5 separate regions of the Mus musculus genome follow, and regions 1, 2, 4 and 5 are each linked to region 3. The links are chromatin contacts, called in public HiChIP or PLAC-seq and promoter capture Hi-C maps. All regions are on one chromosome and are shown on one strand. Each heading gives the region's core, a stretch centred on a gene start, on an enhancer-like site or on the middle of the called end of the contact. The rest is flanking DNA. Distances are from core to core; before and after follow the strand shown.

Region 1 (3,888 bases), core at 513-3,012, 570 kb after region 3:
TTCTCAAATCTGCTCTTGATCATGATGTTTGCCTTAGGTTTCCATTGTTGTGAAGAGACACCGTGGCCAAGGTGACTCTTATAAAGGACAACATTTAGTGAGGAATAGCTTACAGGTTCAGAGGTTTAGTCCATTATCATCATGGTGGGAAGCATGGCAGCACACAGTCTGACATGGGGCTGGAGAAGCCAAGAAGGGACAAGGGGACTGTCTTCCACAGGCAGCTAGGAGGAGGCTCTAATTCCACACTGGGTGTGATTGAGCAAAGAGACCTTAAAGCCCACACCTAATAGTGCCTCTCCTCATGGGCCAAACATTCAAACACATGAGTCTATGGAGGCCAGACCTATTCAAACCACCATGTTTTATCACATCAGCAGAAACTCTAAGACACCATTTATTTGTATTTTTAGCTGCACCCTGGGATTGCAGGCCTCCGTTCCTCTCCCCTCCCCCTTTCCTCATGGCAACTGACTTGGCCTCAGTTCTTGGGGTCTGTGAACTCAGTCAGAGAGCAGCTTCCCAATAAACCACCTTTAGTATAATCTTTGAAAAAAAAAGAGGTGGGGGCTGGAGAGATGGCTCAGTGGTTAAGAGCACTGACTGCTCTTCCAAAGGTCCTGAGTTCAAGTCCCAGCAACCACAGGGTAGCTCACAACCATTTGTTATGAGATCTGTGTGTGAAGACAGCTACAGTGTACTTAGATATAATAATAAATAAATAAAAATCTTTTTTAAAAAGTTTATATAGCAAGTTCTTTTTCCTGCTGGGCCATCTCCATGGCTTATTGTTTAGGTGTGTGTGTGTGCAGGCCCATGCTTCACAGCTCAGTATGTGAGTGTAATTCGGAGGACCACTTTTTGAGGTTAGTTTTTGCCTCCCACCTTCTGAAAGCAGTTTGTCTAATTTTTTGTTTTCAAAAGCCTTAACCTTTATTTTTATTTTGTTTTATGTATATGAACATTCTGTCTACACGTATGTCTGTGTACATGTGTTTTGTAGACTACGAAGCCAGAAGAGGGTTGGATCCCTGGGACTGGAATTCTAGATGGTTTTGAGCCACCATTCTCGTGCTAAAAATTAAACCCAGATCATCTTGATAGAGCAACCAGTGTTCTTAACCACTGAGCCATCTGCCCAGGCCCAGTCTTCCTTGATATTTTTGCTGGAGAACTAGTACTCCACACTAGCTGATCTCTGAACTCCGATGGGGGGAAGGGTTGGAGTCATACATTTTTTTGCAACCTCCTTTAGTAACACAAAAGGGTAGACTGAGTTACGCGGCCAGCTTCTTTTCACCTGCCGTGATTGGCACAAGACTGAGACTCCTGGTGTACTCGCCCGCAAAGATTAATAAAAGTCATACTTGGATGGTCACATGATCTAGAGGAGGCCACGGGTCTCAAGCTCCTATTGGGGACACTGCCTTCTGACCGAGGCCTCTTCGTGTGTGTGTGTGTGTGTGTGTCTGTGTGTGTGTGTGTTTTAAATAAGGTCTAACTGTGCAACCCAGACTGACCTCAACTCGAGGCAATCCTCCAGCCTCAGCCTCCTCGGTATTGGGATTAAAGGCGTACACTACCATTCTCTGGGTGCAAGGATGCATGAGGTGGGCATCTTTCTCGGGTCCTCCTATCCTTGGTAGATTTGAAGCGAGGCTAATCCTTAGAAATGCGGAGACCCAGCAACAGCCACGAATTCAACCCAGGAGGCGCAGGCGCACACCAACACACCACAGAGGCCCAAGACATCCGCGGTCTGCGGCGGAGTCCGTCAGTGTACCATCGGCCCAGCCTGGAAAGTGCCGCTCTCTCTCGCCGCTGGTCGTCTCGCCTGCTCCGTTCCATCGTGCTTTGCGGCTCAGGGGCAAGATGGCTGCTGAGAAGCAGATCCCGGGTGGTGGTAGTGGTGGTGGTGGAAGCGGCAGCGGCGGCGGCGGCGGAGGGAGCGGTGGCGGACGCAGTGCCGGAGGAGACGAGAATAAAGAAAACGAACGCCCTTCAGCCGGATCGAAGGCAAACAAAGAGTTCGGGGACAGCCTGAGTTTGGAGAGTATCCTCGAGCGGTGGCCTAACTCGCAATGACTACGTGTCGCTCGGAGGGCTGGGGGCGGGCGAGGCGGCGGGGGCCAGCACCGGGCTGCGGAGCCGAGGTGCGCCGCTGCCTCCTGCCCTTCACTTTCGGCATTCCCGTGTGCATGGTTTGCCTCTCGTCCTGGCTTTCCGGAGCTTGTTTTTGCAAGGGGTATAGAGATGGTAGGCAGGGTTCCCTCTGTGCCCCTCAGATGTCCAGTTGGAGGGCTGAGCCGGGGTTGACACCCTGCCCACCCCACAGAGCTCCTGGTCGGTACCTTGAGCCACCGGACTGTGGAGGGGAAACTGCAGCCTTGACATTTCAGCGTGGAGCTGTTGTCGGACAGCTGTCGAACCCTGGGTCATAAAACAGCGAGATGCTTTGAAAATGGAGGGAGAGTGCTCTCCAGGAAAGCTGCTGCTTACCTGTTTTGAATAGTAGTTACTTTAGTTTGTTAATATCATGTGTATAGTTTTTTGTTTTTTCAAAAGTAGGTCTGTAAGGCATTTTATCTTGTTGGACTCTTCTCGAAGAACTGTAGGAGTTACTTTTTTTTTTTTTTTTTTGAGTGTCCAAGTCCGCATGGGTATGGGTGTAGGTGTAAGCGCTGGTGCTGTGTCTGCAGGTCACAGGTCAACGTCTTCCTAATTCTCTACCTTTGAGACTGGGTCTCCCTCCAAAAGTGCAGCTCACTACTTGGAATAGACTGTATGGCCAGTGGGCTCCAGGGATCTTTCTGTCTCTTGCCATCCCAGCTGTGGGATTACGTGTGCAAACAACAGTATGGCCTTTTTACGTGGGTTCTGGGGAGATCCCAACATGACCTCATGCTTGCTAACAGCAAGTCCTTTACCAGCTGAGCAGTCTTCCCAACCCTCAGGAAACATTTTCTGGTTTGTATTAGCTTATATATCATTTGTGTGGTTCTAATAGCATGTGGCTTTTTTTTTTTAACGTGTTATTTTAAATACTTTTAAATGTTGCTTTATCTTATTTTATGTGTGTGTTTGCCTGCATGTTTGTGTATCACATGTGTGCCTGGTGCCCACAAAGGCCTGAAGAACATATGGATCTCCAGGAATTAGACTTACAGATGTTTAGTTCCTCCACGTGGGTGCTGGGAGCCGACCTGGATTCCTCCAGAAGAGCAGGAAGTGCTGTTAACCACTGAGCCCTCTCCAGCTGGTTTGTTGGTTTCTGAGACAGAGTTTGGCTGTGTAGCCCAATTTGGCCCTGAGCTGCTTCTCATCGCCCGCCGTCCCCTCTGATGCTGAGATAATAGGCATATACTATTGTTGGAGTCCCTTGTGGCTTTTTGAGATGCATACCAAATGGAGGTGGTTTAGAGGAATTTCTGAAATAAAACATGCACTTTGTGTGTGTGTGTGTGTGTGTGTGTATGTAAATTCTCGTGGATTCGTACTTTGCTTTTTGCTCTGGTATTATTGTTCTTACTACATGTTAGAATGCCCAGGAAAAAGAAAAACTTGGATTTTTTTTTTTAATGGAAATTGGCGTATCTTGGTTGACACTGTGCTGATCATAGATTTTGAGCGTTACAAGATGTAAATTTGGCAAGCACTGGCTGCGGCATATAGCTGTGTAGTTAGAACCTGACATTTATAACTGGAGTCTCCTTGCATGTGAGATCCAGGTGGGTACCTCTGAGGCAGCATTTAGAACAATCTGCTGGGTTTGAGACTCCCTACCAGTACTGCCCTCTAGTTCTGTCTGAAAATAGTAACAGTTGGGACAGTTCATAAAAGTATAAACTTAGCCTTGTCCTTTGATAAAGTGACTATTGGAAAGTTACA
Region 2 (3,574 bases), core at 518-3,017, 680 kb after region 3:
GGCTGGTGAGATGGCTCAGTGGGTAAGAGCACCCGACTGCTCTTCCAAAGGTCCAGAGTTCAAATCCCAGCAACCACATGGTGGCTCACAACCATCCGTAACAAGATCTGACTCCCTCTTCTGGAGTGTCTGAAGACAGCTACAGTGTACTTACATATAATAATAAATAAATCTTTAAAAAAAAAAAAAAAAAAAAAAGAGTGTGAGTTATCATTCCCAAGACACTCCTGTGCTTGGTCTGTGGTGTCCCTGAGAGAACCTGTGTCCCTCTTATGTGATGTCCCTGAGAGAACCTGTGTCCCTTTTATGTGATGTCCCTGAGAGAACCTGTGTCCCTTTTATGTGGTGTCCCTGAGAGAACCTGTGTCCCTCTTATGTGATGTCCCTGAGAGAACCTGTGTCCCTTTTATGTGATATCCCTGAGAGAACCTGTGTCCCTCTTATGTTATGTCCCTGAGAGAACCTGTGTCCCTTTTATGTGGTGTCCCTGAGAGAACCTGTGTCCCTTTTAGGCAGCACTGCTTGATTAGCTTCCGGCCGACATCATCCGTGGTATGGTTGCTTTCTCCTGAGTCTGTTCCATTTCCCTCCTACAAACTGTATACAAGATTCTCCCTCCCCTCCTCTTCCACCTCCTCCTCCTCCTCTTCCTCCCCCTTCCTCCTCTTCCTCCTCTTCCTCCCCTCTCCTCCTCCTCCTCTTCCTTCCCCTCCTCCTCCTCCTTTCTCCCCCTCCTCTTCCTCCTCCTCTTCTTCCTCCCCCTCCTCTCCCTCCTCCTCCCCCTCCTTGTCCTCCTCCTCCTCTTCCTTCTCCTCCTCTTCTTCCTTCTTCTCTTCCTCCTCCTCTTCCTTCTCTTCTTCCTCCTCTTCCTTCTTCCTTCTCCTCTCTTTCCTTGTAAGACAGGTGTATTAGCTGATTTTGTGTATAACCTGACACACCCTAGAGTCATCAGAGAGGAAAAAGCATCAGATGAGTAATTGCCTTCATGAGATCCAGCTGTAAAGCATTTTCTCAATTAGTGATCAATGGGGGAGGGCCTAGCCCATGGTGAGTGGTGCCATCCCTGGGCTGGTAGTCTTGGGTTCAAGGCACTAAGTTCTTTTCTATAAGAACACATGAAGTTGGGGAGGAAACAGCTATGGGAAGATTTGGAGCAGGTACAATAGTACAATGGAGGGTGGACTCGATCTAAACATCAGCACATATAAAACAATTTTTTAAAATTAAATTTGTAGAGAGTTGGAGCATCTGTGTTGGCAGAGCACCACCTTGCCTCTGGCTAGAGATTTATTTACTCCTTCTTTGGATTGCACCTAAGAAAGTGTGTTGTGTTAATTCCGAGACACTATTATGTAGCTGGTCTCAACAGCCAGTTTTGACCTAGGAAATTGACAATCTAGGTCTAGCCTAGGTTTCAAACGCTATGATTCTGGGCGTGGCATGTCCACTGTGTGCCTTTGTTGATAGTTTTGGGTCTTCTGACAGAGCAGCTTTGACCTTATGATTGATCAAGAAGAAGATCATGGTCACCAATTAGCCCTCCGAACTTGAGGAACTCCCTTGCACCTAGTCGGGAGATGCTTTCCCCGCGCTTCACGGGAGTGACGTTGAGACAGCTCCTAGCAACTCGCGGAGCATCCAACAGACGCCTTGCCCCCGCTGCGGGGCACGCTGGGAGATGTAGTCCTTCCGGTCAAGTCCTGTGGTTCGGCCCGCTAGTGAACGGGCGACGGACTACAGTTCCTAGAATCCTCCACGCCACCGTCTATTTGAGGCCAGAGGCTGCGAGGTGGGACTGTCGCCGGCGGAGAGGTGGTAGGCCTGGCCGAACGGAGCGCACTGAGTGGAGTCGGAACCCTGGGATCTGGTTGGGCTTGGTTTCCGTGGCCTTGTTTCTGAAAGGACAGCTCTTAACAGGGCCCCTAGGGACTAGGGAGAAGCTCGGCTGTGTCTGGATTCAGACGGGATGGGCGCGCGGGGGATGGAACATTGAGAGGCACAATGCCTGGCCTGGCGCTACACTCCGGGACCCGCTGTGGCTGAGGGGCGGGCTCGCGGATTTTAAAATGCCTTCATGGAGTTGGTTGAATATGTGAAGACGTGACAATATTCTGGAACACTTTGGCCATTACAAGCTGCCCCTAGAAAATGTACCCCCGGCCCTGTCTGGGAAGCTGCGACGGAATGCATAGGAGATAGCAGAAATTCTTTGATGTGATATGAGCGAAAACGCGTTTGGACTTGTAGATCGCTAAAGTTGCCATTGCACAGGAGAAACACAAGCATTCCCCTGTGTCCACAACCCCAGATACACTTTGCATTTTAATAAGAGACTAGGCACACCGAGAAGACAGATGAGCGCCCCAGCTGCCTTTCTTCCTAGGCACGTGAAGGTGGGTTTGGGTGAAGTGTAAGAGACAAAGAGGAGGTAGGAAATGCTGAGAAATTCTGTTCCCTGTATGAAATGTTTATCATATGTGAACTCACTGTCAGGCTTTGTGCTAGATGCAGCCTATAGAGAGTTTCCTGGCAAGGGATTTGAGTCCGGATGTGGTTTCTCTTTCCAAATGGCTCCACTTGTCACCACTTCCAGGGTAAAGGATATGGTCTACTTTTAAAATACTCTCCAAGCCAAGGAAAGGCCGATAAGTGAATAAGGAATCCTCATGTATTCTCTCTCCCTCCCACCCCTCCCCCAATCTGTTTCTTGCGGCAGGAGCTTACCCTAGCCCAAGAATTCACTATATATATCATTCAAGCTGGCCCCTAACTCAGCAATCCTGCTTCAGCCTCCCAAGTGCTGGGATTGCAGGTATGAAGCACTGCCTAACTTTTTCTTCTTTTTAAAATTTTAATTTTATGCGTATGGGTGTTTTGTCTGTGTGTCTGTCTGTGCACCACATGCATGTCTGGGCAATCAAAAAACACATCGATCCATTCATCTGTCCCCGATGGGAGTGACAGTTTGTAAGCCCCTATGGGTACTGGGGATCCAGTCCAGCTCAAATACTCATCTCTGTCTCTTTTGATTTGTTTGTCAGGGTTTTTCGGTGTAGCTCTGGCTGTCCTAGCAGTCACTCTGTAGACCAGGCTGGCCTCAAACCCAGAAATCCACTTGCCTCTGCCTCCTAAGTGCTACCACCTCCAGACTGCTTTTTCTATTACATACCTCAGGTTGGCCTAGAACTTGTGATTTTCCTGCCAAGTTCTAGGGTTGCCGCTAAGTGTGTATGATCATACCCACCTCAGGAATTCTTTTTGAACTTTACTTACTCATCTGGCGTAGTGGAGCACACACGCACATGGAGGTAAAAGGAAGACTTGCAGGAGTCAATTCTCTACCTCCATAATGCGTGTCCTGGGCTATCCAACTCAGATAGGCAGGCCTGCTGGCAATAGCACCTTTACTCACTGAATGGCATTCAATTCAGGAATTCTGGGATTATAGAAATAGGTTTGACCAATTCCTGGCTGTCCTGGAACTTGCGCTGTAAACCAGGCTGGCTTCACGCTCTGAGATCTGCCTGCCTCTACCTCCTGCGTGCTATGATTAAAGGCATGAACCACTGCTACC
Region 3 (3,530 bases), core at 342-2,841:
GGCAGAGGCAGGTGGATTTCTGAGTTCGAGGCCAGCCTGGTCTACAAAGTGAGTTCCAGGACAGCCAGGACTATACAGAGAAACCCTGTCTCGAAAAACAAAACAAGACAAACAAACAAAAAAATTCCTTAAACAATTTAACTCCAGATGTTACCAAATCATTCATATGGCTATTAAGACACTCAAGTGCAGTATTCTGACTTATGAAGTCTGTACCCCATGCCTTCTTGTCCTTTTCCTAGTTGTCTATTAATGCCCAAACTTAAAAAGATCCAGGTTATTAGTATCTTCCAACTCTGCTTCACGCTTATTTGTCCTGAAATATTTCTCTGTAGTACACAGCCAAGAATCTCTTCTCTAATGTTAGAGGCTGCTGGGAGGGCGGAGGAATACACCTTTAATCCCAACACTCCAAAGGCAGAGGCACGGTGAACCCTGAGTCCAGACTGGTTCACAGAATGTGTTCCACAATAACCAGGGATACATAGAGAGACCCTGTCTCAAAACAAAATCTCTGCTTCACTTGTGTAGAAGTCTGGGAAAAAAAACAAACAAACGAGGACTGCTACAGGTGGCAGCATTGTATAGCAGAAGGCTATACCTTCTGCTCCCCTTACTATTGCCAGGGACACCTACCTACCTATGGTCCAGCTGCCTACATTACAACACGAAAATCCTTTGTAAAACCCGACTACCTGGGAAGAGTTAGTCAGTTTTAGAGTAGCTATGAGCTCGGAGGGAACAAGCCAGTGCCGATGTATAAAATTTTATTGGGGTGTTGGAGACAGGAATCCCTGGTCCCAAAATTTAAACAGCAAAGATTACGGGGTTTGGGATAAACTCAAAAGCACAACTATCATCTATCGTGTATGGATCTTGGATTCGAGCCCCGGCACTGTTTAAGCCAGCATGGTGGCGCACACTCCTAACCCTAAGAAGCGGGAAACGGGGGTTCAAATTCAAAGCCTGCCTGAGCTCAGAAATAAAACAGAGAGTTAGGGCTACCACTCAGTGGCGGAGCACTTGCCTAACAGGCAGAGGTTCAATCAAGAGTACCCGGAGGTTTGGTGGGGAGGGGGGCAGGCCGTGTTAGATATACTGACAGATGCTTTCAAAAGAGTACAAAGTTAGCATCACAGGACAAGACAGCCACTTTCCTGGTGGAATTCAGTGAACTTCCTGGCACTGTCCCTAAATGTGTCACTGGAGCGCACTTAACCCCTCACCGGGCTTCACACCAGACCTGGTGCTAATGAACGAAGCCGAGAACTGAAGGACAACCCACTCCCGCTCCAAACAGGGGGCTCCCACGTGGGTGCCGCCGCACGCACCTGCGGGACGCGGACCTCCAGCACCGCCCGATTGCCTCCGGGAACTGGCTCCTCCCGGAACCGAAAGAGCTGGGTCCCGGCCATGAGGCCGGGCTCGCACGTAGGGGAGTCCAGGGACGCCGGGTCAGGAGGCGGTGCCCAAGGAGCGCGGGGCCGGACACTGTCCATGGCAAACACAGGAAGCCGGAGGCCGCAGCGGGCCCGGCCGGAAGGAGACCGCAGGGAAGCGACGCGCAGACGGAAGTGTTGCGTAGGCCAAAGCAGGGAGGGGCAGGGCGTCGGCGACGCGACCTTCCCAACATGGCGCCCAATTGGCGTGCATGAAGGCGGGTCTGGCAGGTCGCTGAGGCCAATGGCGGACCGCATGAGGCGGTGGGGCGGGGAGGAAGGCCGCTGTTCGCCCAACCCAAAGCTCCGGTGGCGGCTGAGGAGTGAATCTTCTGGAAGGCGACTTTAAAGGCGCCGGGCCGGAGCGAAGGGCGTCTCGGGGCCGCGCCAGCCAGGGAGGGAGGGCGCGTTTGGTGGCAGGAAACGCGAGCCGCGTCGGGGTCGGGGCGGAACCGGACGGCGAGCGGCTCACGATGAACCACAAGAGCAAGAAGCGCATCCGCGAGGCCAAGCGAAGTGCGCGGCCGGAGCTCAAGGACTCGCTCGACTGGACCCGGCACAACTACTACGAGAGCTACCCGCTGAACCCCGCGGCCGTGCCGGTGAGCGGGGCGCGGGACCCCACACGACGGCTGCCCGCCTTCCGAGGGCCGCTGGTCCCCCGATGGGGCCCCGCAGCCCGGCTGTCAAAACTCGCTCGGTCGTGGGAGCTTCGGGCCCCTCCCTCCCGTGAAGGGGTGGCTCCGGGTGCGACGTGCTCGCCCGCACGCACGTGGGCCTCCTTCCGTCCCTCCGGCCCCCTGGAGGAGCAGAGGCTCGCTCGTTCCTTGCTCGTGTGTGCCATTGCTCACGGGTGTCTTTGCTAATTGGCCCTGTGGGACACCTTTATCCGCCACTGGACTTGTTCCAGTGTCCTAACGGGACAGGTCTTTTGTTGTTCCCGCAGGATAACGTGGAGAGAGCTGATGCCTTACAGCTGTCGGTGAAAGAGTTCGTGGAGCGCTACGAGAGGCCTTACAAGCCCGTGGTTCTGCTCAATGCACAAGAGGGCTGGTCCGCACAGGAGAAATGGACTCTGGAGCGCCTCAAAAGGAAATACCGGAACCAGAAGTTCAAGTGCGGCGAGGATAATGACGGCTACTCGGTTAAGATGAAGATGAAGTACTACATCGAGTACATGGAGAGCACCCGCGATGACAGTCCCCTTTACATCTTCGATAGCAGCTATGGCGAACACCCCAAAAGAAGGAAACTTTTGGAAGACTACAAGGTGCCCAAGTTTTTCACAGATGATCTTTTCCAATACGCGGGGGAGAAACGCAGACCCCCTTACAGGTAAATTATTTCACGTTAAGTTTTCAAAAACCATGGACAGTGACAGGCAGTGGTATTTTTGTAAGGCCAGCCTGGGCTACAGAATGAGTTCCAGGACAGCAAGGGCTACACAAAGAAACCCTGTCTCTGGATAAACACACACAAATCCGCAAGCCTGTTAGCAGAACTCTGTCTAACCTTGTAAAAGCAATGAAAGTCTTCCCTACACATTGACCTGTTTATAGTCCTACTTCGGAAGAAGGATTCCATGGGGGTGGGGGGGTGGGGAGGCATCTGGATTCCTCCAGGGCATTTTTTTTTTTTTAAATAAAACTTCATGCATGTATATGTTTTACCAGTCTCTGCCTGTTGGTTGAGGTCAGAACCTCAGGAGCTGCAATTATGGATAGTTGTGAGCCATTGGGATCATGTGAGGTGCTAAGAATTGAACCTTGGTGCTTTGAGGAATTGAGTGCTTCTAACCTGAGCCGTCTCTGCCCAGCCCCAGGTCATTTTAGTGCAACCATTGCTTTATCAAGGAAGTTTTATTTCTATTTTTACAAGTGTGGTTTCTTATACTGACTCTTTGTAACTCACTGTGTTACCAGGTTGACCTTAAACTCACAGAGATCTGCCTTCTAAGTGCTAGACATTAAAGATGTTCAATATTGCACCAGGCTTGGTTTGGGTGTTTTGAGATAGGGGTCTCTGTGTAGCACTGGTAGGCTTTGAAATTAAGATCCATCTGTGTCTGTCTCCAGGATGTTGGTATTAAGA
Region 4 (3,785 bases), core at 814-3,313, 710 kb after region 3:
GCAGGTGGTTGTGAGCACCACCTGCAGGTTGTGCTGGCAATGGAACCTTGAGTCCCCTGAAAAGTCGTCAGTTCTCTTAGCCACCAAGCCATTTCCCACCCCTCTCAGGTTTCTGAACTACAACTGCCCCATAATCTGTTTGCAGCATGTCCCTGAGGTCGGCTTGTGGTCATCGAATGCAGGAGTGTTCAGGGTCTGGCCCTGGGAGTGACTGCTTCTGGGGCGCAACATTGGGGTTCCCCTGCCACCTTGTTGGCATGGCAACTAATGGGTATTTTCCTCCTACCAGAACCAACATCCCAAGCAACAGAGTGGCTGAAGGACAGGAGACATGTCCCTACCTCCCTCCTTTCCCTGCTCGAGGCTCTGGCTTCCACCGCTTTGCCTTCTTGCTCTTCAAGCAGGACAAGCCAATCAACTTCTCAGAGGACACCCGTCCCTCACCCTGGTAAGCGACACCCCTGTTTGTCCCCTGAGCCTCAAGCCAGCTCTCTGGGATGGTGGCTCTTGCTCTTTCCTGCTCTTGGTGTAGGTCTTGCGCTTGGCAGCAGTCCCGCGTGCTGGGTGCACTCCAGGGGTTTCCCAGGATTGCCTGCCTGCTCCCTCCCCTCACATGCTGCCCATCTCCTCATAGCTACCAGCTGGCCCAGAGGACCTTCCGCACTTTTGATTTCTACAAGAGACACCAGGAAGCCATGACTCCAGCCGGTCTGGCTTTTTTCCAGTGCCGCTGGGATGACTCTGTCACCCACACCTTCCACCAGCTTCTAGGTAAGGGCTTAGTGGTCAGGCAGGCCTGGGGATAAAGACCTTTCCTGCCATGCCAGGAGATGGCCTTTGAAAGCCAGGGTGAGCCGGGCGGTGGTGGCGCATGCCTTTAATCCCAGCACTCGGGAGGCAGAGGCAGGCGGATTTCTGAGTTCCAGGACAGCCAGGGATACACAGAGAAACCCTGTCTCGAAAAACCCAAAAAAGTCCCTGGCAGAACTCCAGCCTCACAGGCAAGGAAGGAGGCCCAGGTCAGCAGAAGTCCACCACTCTCCCCTTACTTTTCTTGCAGACATGCGGGAACCTGTGTTTGAATTTGTACGGCCACCCCCTTACCACCCCAAACAGAAGCGCTTCCCCCACGAGCAGCCCCTACGCTATCTGGACCGATACAGGGACAGTCATGAGCCCACCTATGGAATCTACTGAGAGACTCAGTACATTCATCTCCGAGGGGGAACTGTCGCAGCAGCTGGAAGGTCACACCTCCGGAGAGAGCCATCTGAAGCCAACTGAGACAGTCCCATGCTGGCCTCTCCCAGGACACCCAGGGGCTTGTGGATGTGCCTCGATTCTATGTGAATAAAATACTTTTTTCCTGATGCCAATATGTCTTCACTTTCGGGCACCCAGACCCTTTTAGTGAAGCTTTAGTGCTCTGTGGGTGAGCAGAAGGTGCCCAGCAGCCCGGTAGCTGGGGGTACACATGAAAAGTGAACCTTTGCCCAGCCTGTGATCTTTGTGAAAGACAGCCCCGGGATCAGAACCTCCTCGAGGAGAAAGTCCTGCCCCTGTCAGACCTAGCAACAGATTGCTTGTTACCTTAGCATATTTCAGCCCCCACCAAGGCCTGGAGCCCCCACTGTGAGGCTAGAGGCCTAGAAACAAATCAGTTCTGCCTACTCCATTAGGAGTGATCTCTGATTCATACTGCCTTTGGGGACCCTGGAACTCCCATCTGCTCTGCTCAGCTGTAGAGGAGATGACAGTAGCCTGTCTTAGGGTTTTACTGCTGTGAACAGACACCATGCCCTGGGCCTTTAATCCCAGCACTCAGGAGGCAGAGACAGACGGATTTCTGAGTTCGAGGCCAGCCTGGTCTACAAAGTGAGTTCCAGGACAGCCAGGGCTACACAGAGAAACCCTGTCTCGAAACCCTCCCACCCACTCCTCCCCCCCAAAAAAGAGTCTAGGGAAGGAACACAAATAGTCAGGGTGGACCGGAGGGAGCCGCGCCCCAGCTCCCAGTGCGTCAGAAGGCGGGCAAGCAAGGGTGACTTGGATCCCTGCCAAGGAACGTTCTAGTGCACCAGGCTGCGCACTGCCGCGACTTCCTGGACTGTCTTCCCCAACGTAGTGCTCGCACTGGTAGCCTCGGCCCCTTTAAGAGATCTGAGCACTGGGCCTCGCTTCCGCCATGGCCGCTCAGTTGCTGGAGGAGGACGTGGTGACTTGCTCCATCTGCTTAGGTCGCTACCGGGACCCGGTGACGCTGCCCTGCGGGCACAGCTTCTGCGGGAACTGCATCCAGGATTCATGGCGTTCCTGCGAAAAGTCGTGTCCGGAATGTCGCCAGCCCTTCCCCGAGGGCGCCAAGCTGTCCCGCAACGTGAAGATGAGCACCTTGCTGCAGGCGCTGCCCGTTCTGCCGGCGCCGCCCGCCGTGACTCCGCGCCGGGACTCCGCCACAAGCCACAGCGCTCGCTGCCTGCGCCACGGGAGGCCGCTCGAGTTCTTCTGTCGCACGGAGGGCCTCTGCGTGTGCAGCGCGTGCACGGTGCACGACTGCAGCCACCACGAGCGGGCGCTGCTGGACGTGGAGCGCCGCGTGCGCGAGGTGCGGGAAGGGCCTCTCCGAGGGCCGAAACTGCTTGTGGCCAGGGCCAGGGGCTGCAGCAGGATCTGCGGGTTCCCATATGAACCCAGAGGGCACGTGCACCTGACTGCTGCACGCAGCTCTCCCCAGGTCCTCTGAATAAAGTAGAGCCAGAGTGTTAGGTCAGGGCTGGCAGCCCCATTCGCTAAGGTGGCCAGCATTCAGTAAGTGTGATTTCTGCCCTTCAGAGACTGAAGGATCTACTCAAGGGTCAGATAGAGTCTCAGCAAAACGTGAATGTAGAGTCAGCAGGGCCAGTCTGCATGGTGGTCGTGACTCTTCCTCTAGGGATGTGCAGTGCCTTTCCAAGCTGAGACAGGGTGATGATGTCATCAGATTTCTGCTTTCTGGAGTCTGAGCCCCAGCTGGGGTGTGGAGGGGGTAAGAGATGAGGGGTAAGAGGAAGGAGGTCTCAGCTGCAAAACAAAAGAAATGAGAAGTGAGTGGGAGCCCGGTGCCCAGTGGAGAGAGTAAGACGCAGGACAAGGGTTTCTTCGGGAGACCGGGCTGCTGTGTGCTGAGGTTGGGTAGAGAGTAGCTGGTTTGGGATATGCAGTGTGTGGGGTACACAGACAGGGGTGGGGGCACAGACATCTACTGAGAGCTGGGAAGAGATGCGGACAGTGAAGTGAAAGAAGTCGCTATGGTATCCCTAGAAGGAGTGGAAATTTGTTGGGCAGGGGATTACATCCTGACAAAGCTGTAGAGATGGCGGCCAGGGCACAAGCAGTTACAGGAGGGAGAGTTCTCCAGGTGCCCCAGGCTGCTGAGAGGTTTTAGTTAAAGGCAAAAGTGACCACGGAATTGGTACCATGGTGGCCTATGTCCTTGCCCATGGCCATCACAGCCAAGAAGTGAGGCTGAGATTACCAGGGATGAGACGGAGGAGATGGAGCGAGAGGACCAGGACTGTAGTGCATGGACCGAGAGGCCGTGGACAGGGAGTGGAGGAGTGACTGGACGGGGACAGGGACAGGGACAGGGATGGGAAGGGAGGGAGCTGAGTGGCTGTGGAAGACTAGCACAGGCAGGCTGAAACCAACGAGGGAAGGAAAGCTGGGTTAAGGATACATGCTTGGGGCATTTTGGTGCTGGTGACAGGGCCAGGGTGAGGTCAAAGGGTGAGTGGCAGAGACTTGAA
Region 5 (3,647 bases), core at 806-3,305, 540 kb after region 3:
CTGGCCGGGCAGAACATTGTATACATAATAGATAAAACTTTTTAAAAAAAGAAAACGATTTAAGGTATATGTGCTTCAGATTTCTTTCCCTTATCCACTTGACACAAACCCTCTACAGAACTTTGAACTCACTGAGACAGGACAAATGGACTAGACATTGTGAATATAACTCTTACCCCGACAGTTCTCACAATTAGTATATAGTTTACTGATGTTAGAGATAGAGCCATTCTTGGGCTAAAAGGGGAAGAAGTTGGGATGATTAAACCCACACATATTGCATCAAATGCCTATGTAATTGTGCCCTGCATTTTCAGTTGTTAATTGCTATGCTGGCAGGATATTTAATTACTGTCATTTCTATGGCCTATTACCTGCCTTTTTTTTAAAGATTGATTTATTTATTATATGTGAGTACACTGTAACTGTCACCAGAAGAGGGAGTCAGATCTTGTTAGGGATGGTTGTGAGCCACCATGTAGTTCCTGGGATTTGAACTCAGGATCTTCAGACGAGCAGTTGGTGCTCTTAACCACTGAGCCAGCTCCCAAGCCCGATATTACCTGCTTTCTATATGTAAGTGTTTGTCCTTCCTTGCCTGCCACAAAGGTGTTTCTCTGAGATTAGCCTGTTAAAAAGAAAGCTGCCTGGTGAAGGTCAAAAGCTGCCAAAGCCAAAAGACAACACAGAAATATGGACCGGGCGTTGTCCTGCTGCTGATTGGCTCAGACTAGGTGTTGTCCTGCTGCTGATTGGCTCAGACTAGGCGTTGTCCGTTGCTGATTGGCTCAGATTGGATGAGTAAGGCGTGTGGCCTTTGAGGACTAGAGTTGACTGTTGGAGTCGGGGCAGGAGGAGAGAGAGACAGAAGCAGAACTGAGCAGGACAGGGAGGTTGAGCAGAGAGAACGCCAGGGACTCGTAGCAGGGAAGTCGCGTTGAGTCTGGAGGGTTAGCTGAGGGACTGCCCCAGCAAACAGGCAAACAGCCTTATACTATACAGATGTCTCTGTGTCTCTGTTATTAAACCCACGTGGGATCCCACAAGTTCTGAAGTATCCATTGTAAGCCACTCTGTGTGGAATCCAGTCTCCAGACTTGAACCGTTAAGATATGATCTGCAAAAACAAATTTGTCTCCTCAGTCAGCGCTTTTATCCTAAATTAGGGTTTAGCTAACTGGAAAGATGGCTCAGCAGTTAAGAGCTCTTTCTTACTCTTCCAGGAAGCCTGAGTTAGGGTTAGGGTTCCCAGAACCCACATGACAGACAGCTCACTACTGTAATGTCAGCTCCAGAGGGATCAGATAACCTTCTGGTCTTCCAGGGCACCTGGCATGCAAGTGACGGCACAGACATACATACCCATGGGCGAAACATCTATCTATACACCATGTTAAAATCCACAAATAAATCATGAGCTGGTGAAATAGCTCAGCAGGTTAAGGCATTTGCCACAAAACCTGGCACCCGAATTCAATCCCTCTGGGTCCTACACATGGGAGGGAGAGAACTGTAAACCCTATATACCACTCCGTGCCAGCCTCCACCTCCTGCCTTCCGCCACCGCCCTGCTTTTTCTTGGGTGAGCTGGGTTTGGCAGAGCACACCTTTCTTTAATCCAGCCCACGGTAGGCAGAAGTCAGCCTGGTCTACATAACCTATTCCAGAGCAGCCAAAACGATCTAAAAAAAATTCAGGTATAATGTTGGTTTGCTTGATTTTTGGTTTGGAGACCAAGTCTGACTCTGTAGCCTAGGCTAGCCTGGAATTTACTATGTGATCCAAACTGGCTTCGAACTCGTGAATGGCCTCCTGCTTCAGTCTCCCAGCAAGGGGCTGTCTTTCAAAGGAGCGAGCAAACCAGCCTCTGGCTACGAGGAAAGACCCACGTATGCCTCAGGTGAGCGGCTCTTCCAGCCACATTCAAGATGGCGTCGACCCGCAGCCCGCTCGCGAGCTCCGGCAGGAACACACTTCCGCCTGCCACTCCCAACATGGCGCCCCCGAAAGCGTCCGGGGGCGGGGCCGAGGGAGGAAGTGGGCGTGACAGGGACGGAAGCCGAGCAGGGTTTGGAGCTAAAACAGCGGGGAGTGGGGACAGCGCTGTCCGCTGCTATGATTCCCCCGCAGGAGGCTTCCGCCCGGCGGCGGGAGATCGAGGACAAACTGAAGCAGGTGACGCTGGGGAGAAAGTGAAGGAAAGGCGCTCAGGGGCATCGAACCGGGGTGGAAGGGGAGATAGGGTTAGGCGTAGGCCGTGGTGCTGGGTGCTGGGTGCTGGTGGTCGCCTTTCACCATCGGCTTGTGGTGATGTCCTCCTCTCTGCCCCTCGCAGGAGGAGGAGACGCTGTCGTTTATCCGAGACAGCCTGGAGAAGAGCGACCAGCTCACTAGGAACATGGTGAGTAGCCTTTCAGCTGGGAGGCTGCCGCCAGGCTCCTGAGCCCCAGAGGAGGGGCGTGTGATGGACGTGTCCTGCGCCTGTCCAGGGACTCCAGCGTGGGTAGTAAACAGTGGGCATATCTTGCAGCGATGGGTATCTCTGCACCCCAGTTTCCACCCCATCACCGAGGAAACCGCTGCCCTATACCTGTTACTGTCTGTCCTTCTGCAAACATTTCGTGATATCCTGTACATGGCCTGGTACTGGCCCCGTGTCATTGTCAAATTCAAGCGAGGCGAGGCAGCGAAGTCACAGGGGCTTTGGAAGCAAAACCATCTCAGAGAGTTAATGCGTCTTAGATCTACCCAATGTCCTACAGCTTACTATGTGGTTCCTGGTGGTAGGCCTTGAGTTATGGTTAATTTACCTGGTAAAGCAGACAATGTCAGCCTCCCAGTGTGTCCGTGGAGGAAGTCTATGCATGCTTCCCAGTGTCTGGTATACAGTAAGATGCTTTAAAAGTGCTTGCATTTGTATTTACACAGTAATAAAATACTTGTTGAATGAGATTTGCCCTTAGGGAAAGAGGTTGGCTGTTTGTTTGAGGTAACAGTAATATATTTGCAACTATTTTGGAGGAAGCTACTTTCTGTTCAGTCTAGGAAAACTTCAGAGAGAACAGAAATTGAGATTTGACTTTCAAGGGTAGAAAGGAATCTATCCTGAGGTGATTGAAAAAAAAAATTTATTATGTATAGTGTTCTGGTTGTATGTATGGCCATATGCCAGAAGAGGGCACTAGATCTCATTATAGATGGTTGTGGTTGAGCCGCTATGTGGTGCTGGGAATTGAACTCAGGACTTCCGAAGAGCAGCCAGTGTTCTTAACTGCTGAGCTGGCTCTCCAGCCTGATTATCTCTTTTTGCAAATAAGCAAATTTATTTTATGTGCATGAGTGTTTGCATGTGTGTATGTGTCCCACAAATGAGCAGTGCCTGCAGAGGTCAGAAGAGGCTGTCATATCCTGTGGAATTGGAGTTACAGGCAGTCAGTTGTAAGCTGGCAGATGTGCGTGCTGAGAACTCAGTACCAGTCCTCTGCAAGAGCAGAGTCATCTCTCCAGCTCCTTGAAGGAAGAATTCGCTTAATGTTCCTCTTGCCGTCAGATGAACTTTCAACCAGTTTATGGTGAGCCGTGTACCAGACTAGGAGTGCAGTTGTAGCAAACAAGTCGACTATGTTCCTTCCTATGGGTAGCAGTGT

The links. Promoter capture Hi-C pulls out the DNA fragments that hold promoters and counts their contacts. HiChIP or PLAC-seq counts read pairs in DNA pulled down with a chosen protein or histone mark.
Region 1: a contact with region 3 is called in a promoter capture Hi-C map of liver, with 3 times the contacts expected there. The contact joins the promoter of Srp68 here to the promoter of Mettl23 in region 3. A contact is called at or near these places in 5 of 39 promoter capture datasets (embryonic stem cells, hippocampal neurons, liver and 1 more), 1 of 484 Hi-C or Micro-C datasets (B cells), 1 of 115 datasets of contacts at active chromatin or transcription factors (bone marrow-derived macrophages) and 1 of 9 other capture datasets (adipose tissue).
Region 2: a promoter capture Hi-C map of liver shows a contact between it and region 3, with 2.7 times the contacts expected there. The contact joins the promoter of Fbf1 here to the promoter of Mettl23 in region 3. A contact is called at or near these places in 1 of 39 promoter capture datasets (liver) and 2 of 115 datasets of contacts at active chromatin or transcription factors (large pre-B cells and pro-B cells).
Region 4: a promoter capture Hi-C map of liver shows a contact between it and region 3, with 3 times the contacts expected there. The contact joins the promoter of Trim65 here to the promoter of Mettl23 in region 3. A contact is called at or near these places in 8 of 39 promoter capture datasets (the HPC-7 cell line, embryonic stem cells, fetal liver and 3 more), 1 of 484 Hi-C or Micro-C datasets (CD4 T cells), 6 of 115 datasets of contacts at active chromatin or transcription factors (astrocytes, embryonic forebrain, large pre-B cells and 3 more) and 1 of 9 other capture datasets (liver).
Region 5: an H3K4me3 HiChIP or PLAC-seq map of stem cell-derived neural progenitor cells shows a contact between it and region 3, with 2.3 times the contacts expected there. The contact joins the promoter of Exoc7 here to the promoter of Mettl23 in region 3. A contact is called at or near these places in 4 of 39 promoter capture datasets (cranial neural crest, erythroid cells, liver and 1 more), 1 of 15 datasets of contacts at CTCF or cohesin (large pre-B cells), 1 of 484 Hi-C or Micro-C datasets (erythroblasts) and 3 of 115 datasets of contacts at active chromatin or transcription factors (memory CD8 T cells, pancreatic cancer cells and stem cell-derived neural progenitor cells).

What each region holds. Positions count from the first base shown.
Region 1 is chr11:116,272,091-116,275,978 of GRCm38.p6, reverse strand. It overlaps Srp68 (signal recognition particle 68), which reads left to right and starts at 1,762. Exons shown (of 16, transcript NM_146032.3): 1 at 1,762-2,053. The coding sequence starts at 1,873.
Region 2 is chr11:116,166,371-116,169,944 of GRCm38.p6, reverse strand. It overlaps Fbf1 (Fas (TNFRSF6) binding factor 1), which reads left to right and starts at 1,767. Exons shown (of 31, transcript NM_172571.3): 1 at 1,767-2,393; 2 at 2,717-2,812.
Region 3 is chr11:116,841,576-116,845,105 of GRCm38.p6, reverse strand. Mettl23 (methyltransferase like 23) reads right to left here and starts at 1,591. Exons shown (of 5, transcript NM_028865.3): 1 at 1,332-1,591. The coding sequence starts at 1,499. Jmjd6 (jumonji domain containing 6) reads left to right here and starts at 1,657. Exons shown (of 6, transcript NM_033398.3): 1 at 1,657-2,041; 2 at 2,386-2,774. The coding sequence starts at 1,913.
Region 4 is chr11:116,129,406-116,133,190 of GRCm38.p6, reverse strand. It overlaps Trim65 (tripartite motif-containing 65), which reads left to right and starts at 2,063. Exons shown (of 6, transcript NM_178802.4): 1 at 2,063-2,605. The coding sequence starts at 2,186. It overlaps Mrpl38 (mitochondrial ribosomal protein L38), which reads left to right. Exons shown (of 9, transcript NM_024177.3): 7 at 290-448; 8 at 635-771; 9 at 1,061-1,374. The coding sequence ends at 1,197.
Region 5 is chr11:116,305,142-116,308,788 of GRCm38.p6, reverse strand. It overlaps Exoc7 (exocyst complex component 7), which reads left to right and starts at 2,055. Exons shown (of 20, transcript NM_016857.4): 1 at 2,055-2,175; 2 at 2,336-2,401. The coding sequence starts at 2,116. It overlaps Gm26730 (a long non-coding RNA gene), which reads right to left and starts at 1,925. Exons shown (of 3, transcript XR_389166.1): 1 at 1,608-1,925; 2 at 564-1,117.